Linked DNA regions of Chanodichthys erythropterus: region 1 is linked to region 2. A link is a contact called in public Hi-C data. All regions are on one chromosome and are shown on one strand. Each heading gives the region's core, a stretch centred on a gene start, on an enhancer-like site or on the middle of the called end of the contact. The rest is flanking DNA. Distances are from core to core; before and after follow the strand shown. Region 1 holds the start of oard1 (O-acyl-ADP-ribose deacylase 1). Region 2 holds the start of LOC137009749 (kelch domain-containing protein 8B-like).

The links. Hi-C and Micro-C count contacts between places; a contact is called where the count stands out from the background.
Region 1: a Hi-C map of an unstated tissue shows a contact between it and region 2, with 8 times the contacts expected there. The contact joins the promoter of oard1 here to the promoter of LOC137009749 in region 2. A contact is called at or near these places in 2 of 2 Hi-C or Micro-C datasets (muscle and an unstated tissue).

What each region holds. Positions count from the first base shown.
Region 1 is chr20:27,225,338-27,229,164 of ASM2448905v1, reverse strand. oard1 (O-acyl-ADP-ribose deacylase 1) reads right to left here and starts at 1,382. Exons shown (of 5, transcript XM_067371124.1): 1 at 1,153-1,382; 2 at 475-643; 3 at 336-394; 4 at 92-204. The coding sequence starts at 610.
Region 2 is chr20:27,075,486-27,079,373 of ASM2448905v1, reverse strand. It overlaps LOC137009749 (kelch domain-containing protein 8B-like), which reads right to left and starts at 2,416. Exons shown (of 7, transcript XM_067372220.1): 1 at 2,278-2,416.

The DNA of each region.
Region 1 (3,827 bases), core at 133-2,632, 150 kb before region 2:
TATTCAAAGTAATTACATTTAAAAATCAATATCTGCATTTCAAAAAAAAAAAAAAATGCTTTTATTGCGACTATTAAACCTGTCAGTTTACCGAGGCATGGATATACTGTTAACGCCATTGGCCAAGCAGTGTTCTCTCATAGACACAAGGCTCTTTTTGAGAATGTCATAGGTGGGTTTTTGGTTGTACTTTTTCTTTGTGATCTAGTGCAGAAAAAAGGTGAAAAAGGTACGTTTTGAATAACAAAAAAAGAGAATGTTGTAAGTCAGAAAACTCATCTGATTTTGTAAAACATAGAACAGATGTGAATTAAAGTGGCTACAAGCCATCTTACCAGGTAATACACAAACCGACCAGATCTTTCAAGGACTGCACATTGCCCAGGTTGCTTCTCTACAGAAAAGAGAATAAAACTGAGAACCAAATGCATGTTATATTTGTTGCACTTGTCAGTAATGATAATTCACACTCACTCTGAGCCTGAAGCTCCTCAACTCCATGAAACTTCTTCTTGAAGAGTACAGCGATCCCTGCTCCCATGCGGCAGTCCTCACTGATGCAGTGCGCCAGGGCATCGGTGGACGGACAGGTGAACAAATCTCCTCTCATGTGGAGCAGACGCCATCCTGTGATGCACGGGACCTGCAACAAATGAGGAAGACCACAAACCCAATCATAACATAAATTACTCCAGTGTCCTGACTAATGAATTAATTCAATCTCTTCTGTATCACAGCCACACTGAAAACTTGTTCTTATTATATTAGTCATTTTGAGGATCATTTCTAAATGTTTTTGCAATCTTTACACAGATTTGGAAAGTAAAAAAGTAAGACTACTCAAAGTTACTCAAAAGGAAGACATAAGCCGTACCTTCATCTTGTCCATCTTTGAATTTGAGCAGGGACTTCCCTGTGGGTTTAAATTTCCATAAACTCTGTATCTAAAATGTATTACAAGCTTACAGTCAATCACTACCTCATGAAACTACAAAAATCATTGTTTTGACTGACAGAAAATGCAATTAATGGTTATTTAAAATTACAACACCAACACCGTGACAAGCTAACATTTACGAAGCACTAATGTGTTAAAGAGCCACTGGTTAGATACGTTATGTTCTGGCTAGAGCTGGAGGTCTGATAACTTACCTCAACAATAAAGCTGAATGTGTGTTTTGTGTCCCTTTAAACGTTCATATAGTTCGAGACAATTACTGTAAATAAAGTAACTAGAAAAACAACAAAAACACAGGTTTCACTTTGGCTTCGAGTTCGGGTTTAAATTCATTATATTGAAAGGCTTGAGTGCCATCTAGCGTCAGGGAGTAAAAGAGCATCTTGTTTATATATCCGGGGAGGGACATTGAAAGGCTGTTAAAAGCTGGTGGAAGTTAATGACAAGGTTAATGAAGGTCAAAAAGAAATGAAGTAAATATTTAAACCCCAAACAAACCTCTTTAACGTACGCACTTGTTTTTTACTTTAAATAGTCTCATACATCAAAGCATTCAAAGGTTATAACAATTGCACTACAAGAAATCTTAGGCTTATATTTTATAAAATGCATAAAAAATAATAATAATAACAACAACAACCGTTTGACCATTCTTTAAGAACGGTTAAGAAATAATTTTTATACATGCTGAACATTTTAGTTCAATAAATGTTATTTAATATTTAAAACTGTTGTTTAAAATACTTGTGTTGCTGTAGCACCATTGATATTAAAAAATAGTGACATTTGTGTAATAATTGACAAATGGTGACAACTGATGACATCTTGAAATAAAAGTTATTTGCAGTGAGGAGATAAAAATATTTTACAGGATATTTTAATTAATTAAAACATGCTTTTTGGAGGCCCTTCGTCAGTGATGTTATGATGATAATTTAATTATAACATGGTTTCAACAGAACAGTCTGCATATTCTTCGTAATGCTGTTACAGTAGAATTACAATCCGAATTCCGTAAAAGTTGGGATGTTTTTTAAATTTGAAAAAAATGAAAGACTTTCAAATCACAAAACAATGTTCCTCAACGTCAAATAGCAAATCTCATCATCTACAGTGCATAACACCATCAAAAGATTCAGAGAAGCTGGAGAAATCTCTGTGTTTAAGGGACAAGGCCGAAGACCTTTATTGGATGCCCGTGGTCTTCGGGCCCTCAGACGACACTGCATCACTCGTCGGCATGATTGTGTCAATGACATTACTAAATGGGCCCCGGAATACTTCCAGAAACCACTGTCGGTAAACACAATCCGCTGTGCCATCTGCAGATGCCAACTAAAGCTCTATCATACAAAAAGGAAGCCATATGTGAACATGGTCCAGTAGCGCCGTCGTGTCCTGTGGGCCAAGGCTCATTTAAAATGGACCGTTTCAAAGTGGAAAAGTGTTCTATGGTCAGACGAGTCCAAATTTGACATTCTTGTTGGAAATCACGGACACCGTGTCCTCCGGGCTAAAGAGGAGGGAGACCTTCCAGCGTGTTTTCAGTGTTCAGTTCAAAAGCCAGCATCTCTGATGGTATGGGGGTGCATAAGTGCATACGATATGGCAGCTTGCAAGTTTTGGAAGGCACTATGAATGCTGAAAGGTATATAAAGGTTTTAGAGCAACATATGCTTCCCTCCAGATGACGTCTATTTCAGGGAAGGGCCTTGTGTGTTTCAGCAGGACAATGCAAGACCACATACTGCAGCTATTACAACAGCATGGCTTTGTCGTAGAAGAGTCCCTGCCTGCAGTCCAGATCTTTCACCTATAGAGAACATTTGATGCATCATTAAATGAAAAATACGTCAAAGACGACCACAAACTCTTCAGCAGAATATATCAGGCAAGAATGGGACCAAATTCCAACATTAAAACTTCAGAAACTCATGACCTCAATGCCCAGACGTCTTCAGACTGTTTTGAAAAGAAGAGGAGATGCTACACCATGGTAAACATGCCCCTGTCCCAACTATTTTGAGACCTGTAGCATCAAATTTGAAATGAGCTAATTTTGTGCATAAAATTGTAACATTTTAACAGTTTAAACATTTATGTTATCTATGTTCTATTGTGAAAAAATATTGGCTCATGTGATTTGAAAGTCTTTTAGTTTTCATTTTATTCAAATTTAAAAAACGTCCCAACGCTACCGGAATTCAGGTTGTAATTAATAACCATTGATTATATGTAACACAACTAACAAAAATGCATGTCACCAAATTGTATTTAACACAATAGCGGGAGATTGTAAGAAATGAGAAAAAAGTGAAATTAATAGTATATTTATTGTATGATTGACAAGTTTTATTTTTGAGAAATGTACAGATGCAAATACTTTTACAATTGTGGCCTTCAAGAGACTCCAGTCTTTACAATATTCATATATTTACAAACATCACATATGCCCATTTGAATCTGATGGTTGTTATTTATTAACTGAGTAATACGCCACATAAAGTAAAACAAACACACCTCATCTGCAGAATAATAGATCAATATTTAAAGTGAGCTGTTCACAGATCCTAGCAACAAAATTGAAAGAAACAATAAAGAAACATAAATACATATAAATACATGTACAGTACAGTCCAAAAGTTTGGAACCACTAAGATTTTTAATGTTTTTAAAAGAAGTTTCGTCTGCTCACCAAGGCTACATTTATTTAATTAAAAATACAGTAAAAACAGTAATATTGTGAAATATTATTACAATTTAAAATAACTGTTTTCTATTTGAATATATTTCACAAAGTAATTTATTCCTGTGATCAAAGCTGAATTTTCAGCATCATTACTCCAGTCTTCAGTGTCACATGATCCTT
Region 2 (3,888 bases), core at 1,167-3,666:
TCTAGTTTGCCTAGTAGGACCTTAATTAGCTGGTTCATTTGTGTTTAATTGGGGTTGGAGTTAAACTCTGCAGGACAGTGGCCCCCCAGGAGCAGGATTGGACACCCCTGCTCTAGTCAGTAGCAGACCCTGGCTGAGGAAACATATACTTGCTTAAAGCAGTAGTTTACAAGGTGAGAACGAGGCACAGCTGACATCAGGTAGGCCATTCATTGTATTACCCAATAGCCAAATGGCTGTTTAGCCACTGTTTTTGCATCCATTCTGATATGAAAAACCCATCGTCCATTCAAATTCCAATGGATTAAATCACGTACCACCCTATTTTTGTCTCATTCAAAATTATGTTTACTCAGAAATACATTACAAAAATAAAAGTGGGTTGCAAACACCAAATCACGTTGACTTTAAATCAAATGACATATCTCCAGACCCTAAACCTTCATATGACTTTTAAAAAGACTGCTAATTTTGTTGGCTCCTGTTGAATTTTCTCATTGATAAGTCACTCGATGAATAAAAAAAATGAATCCAAAAATAAAAATGTTATCATTTACTCATGTCGTTCCAAACCTCTGAGTTTCTTTCTTCTGCAGAACACAAAAAAAAAGATATTTTGAAGAACGTTGGTAACCAGACAATTTTGGATGCTATTGACTTCCAGTGTATGGACAACAAATAAACAGAGAAATGTCTCAAAATATATTTTTTTTATGTTCCACAGAACAAAGAGGTTTGGAATGAGCATATATGAGTAAGTAAATTACAGATTCAGTCATTATTTTTAGAAGCGATTTTAGATCTAACACTTTAAAGCGTCTGCTTGGCTAAAGTGTTAGTTCAACCAAAAATTAAATTTTCTGTCATTTATTACTTAACCTCATGTCATTCCACACCTGTAAGACCTTCGTTCATCTTCAGAACACAAATTAAGATATTCTTTATGAAATCCGAGAGGTGACTTTAACCACCACTTTCAAGGTCCAGAAAGGTACTGAAAACATCATTAAAACAGTCGACGTGACTACAGTGGTTCAAACTTAATGTTATGAAGCAACAAGAATCATTTTTGTGCTCAAAAACAATATCTTCTCTTCTGCGTCATTCTCATACGTTGTTTATGTTCAGTGCTTCCAGTTTCTAACGCAGGCTCAGTATTGGCAGAGGCTGATCACATGAGCAGCACAACGCATTCGTGTGATGCTGATGCAGAGCCAGCCAATAATGAGTCGGCGCTGAACGTAAACAACGTATAATAATGACACAGAAGAGAAGATATTGTTGAATAAAGTTTGTTTTGTTTTTTTTCACATGAAATGTATTCTCGTCACTTCATAAAATTAAGGTTGAACCACTGCAGTCACGTCAACTTTCAGGTGTGGAACGACATGAGGGTGAGCAATTTTTTTAATTTTTGAGTAAACTAACCCTTTAAACAAAAACAAAAAAAAACAACTTTGCTCAGGCCAAGGTAGTGTAAATTACATCTGAAGACAGGTTACACAAACTATGAGCATAAAAAGATATAGATCACAACTGAGGATTTCATTATTGTAAGCTTGTAAAATGGTTTTGTTGAAACATTAATCCCAAATTTAAAATGCCATCTTAGATGAAAGAGAACAGCCATGCAACAGGTGATTAAATTAAGCGAGATTATTGCTGTACTGTGACAATAAAAGCTCTTGTTGTTATTGGATTTGTTTAACCATGCGAATAATAGCCTAAAGTTAGATGCCTCTCACTAAACAACCATTCTCCATAATAGAAATGGCCATTCTCTAAACATATCCTTAAGAGGTATGTAGCAGTTCAGCATTACAACAGTTGGGGGTTGTGCAGTGCTGACCTAATGCGGAACAGCATCTCCAAAAGCCGTGAAAACACACACTGCACGAACCGCCTTACCCAGTCCTGAACTCAAAAATATGCATTTATATAAAAATACATACTACATGAACTAAAACATCCTGAAATCAAGATTAAATCAGAAAGATACTCGTTGCAGCTAACATCAGCGTTCCTAAAACACGACAATAAGGCTTGTGTGATATACGCTTTTCATACGACGGTAAAATATTTGATAGAAATTATAATAAATTAATTTATAATCGTTAAAACGTGATGTCTTAATATCATAATACAGAGTATTATGCTATAGGTGGATCTTCTCAAAAACAGGCACAAACTGCAGTCAGCACCATGTGCCTCGAGTAGGCTATATGCAAAATAACACGACAAAACTTTCAATAATAACCTTCTCGTGCGTATTATTACCTTCTTGTTTGGTCCTGCTCGAGCGAATTTCCAAAAGTCAGTGAATAAGAGTGAGCTTCTTCAAACTTCAATCAGATTTTCATCTCAACGCGCATCTCATACCGGAGACAGTAGCGTTATGCCAGCGGTTAGTTTGGGTTTCGGACAGATGCTTCTCGCACGAGTATCTCCATTGGCTCAGCATCACTTACTTCGCCCTCCCCTGAATGCTCACACGCGCTGTCTGCATCCTGGATGTATCTTCCACTTTGACAGAGAACTACAAAGTGAACACTTGGGATCAAAACAAGTATAGATTTATCCTACAGCCTTTTAATGTCACTTCAAGAGTTCAATTGGTTGACTGCTCAAGACAAGAAATCGATCGCTTTAAATAATCTTATTATGTGTCATTATTTGCGGCGCCAGAAAATTGTTTGTTACTAAAATTATCATTGATATCTTATTTGTTCATTCAGTGGAACTTAAAAACACACACACTACTACACACACTCAAAAATCATTCATGCTTTAAGTGTCAAGTTTGTGTTCAGTTACTCATGTTTCCAATAGAATGCGTGATATATAGACATTCGAAATGAAGTATTAGTGATCCTGTTGCGATCCTCCTTCGAACCCTACTGTACCTCGCATGCTCCGACTATTATAACAAATGACATGGGTAATGGGGGTGCTGTGAGTGACAGACTCACTAATGAAGTGCATCGGTGCAAGCTGTCATTTTGTAACACTACTGCCCCCTTTTGGCATTTAGTAAAATTGTCGCGTATCAGCAACACTGTTGCTATTTGTCCACGTTTCATTCCAGTGAATTTCTCAGGATGGGTTTCTGTCTAGCCACATGCGGACTGCGAAAAGGCCATTATTTAAAAAAAAGCCACCATTTTGGCCTAGCAAAGGGGGATAAAGAAAGAAAGAAGAAGAAAAAGGTATGTATGTGTGTGCGTGCGTGCAATTTCTTACAAATAATCAGCTGTGTATCGAACCACAAGTGAAGCATGACATATAAGGCAAAGAAGATAAATCAGTCATGGGTCTGTATCCTGGAAATGGAGCGATAATGTAAACCTTCACATTATTTTCGAGTCATTAGGCAAGAGTACAGTACTTTTAACTGTGCTGTGGCCTAAAAATAAGTTGTACCACACTTTAAATGTGGGCTAATTATGCAACAGCACCTCATTTAGCCTGTAATGAAAAATCTCTGAATACCACAAAGACAGTTAATGAGCAAAACACATATTGGGGTAATGAATTCAAATGGAAGTGAAGAGAAAAAAAAAACAGTTTGCTAAAGTATTAGGTGAGATAAAAGACATTTCATATGATGAATAGAGTGAATATTTTTGTTGCCCTGTTAATTGTTTTCTCAAGCAATAACGAGTCTTATTGTTACAATATATTGAATGCAATAAATAGACCTTCAGTCACTCCGAAGACAGAGATCCACATGAAGAAACACGCAGACAACACACACTCAGTGTAACTAATTATGCCTCTCCTCACTGCATCCATGGTGAACTCGATCAATTGATCTCATTTGCACATTCTCCCAAGGAGGAATTGCTGCCCGTTGTCTCCAATCGATCACCTCTGCAGAGTCTCTGTGTG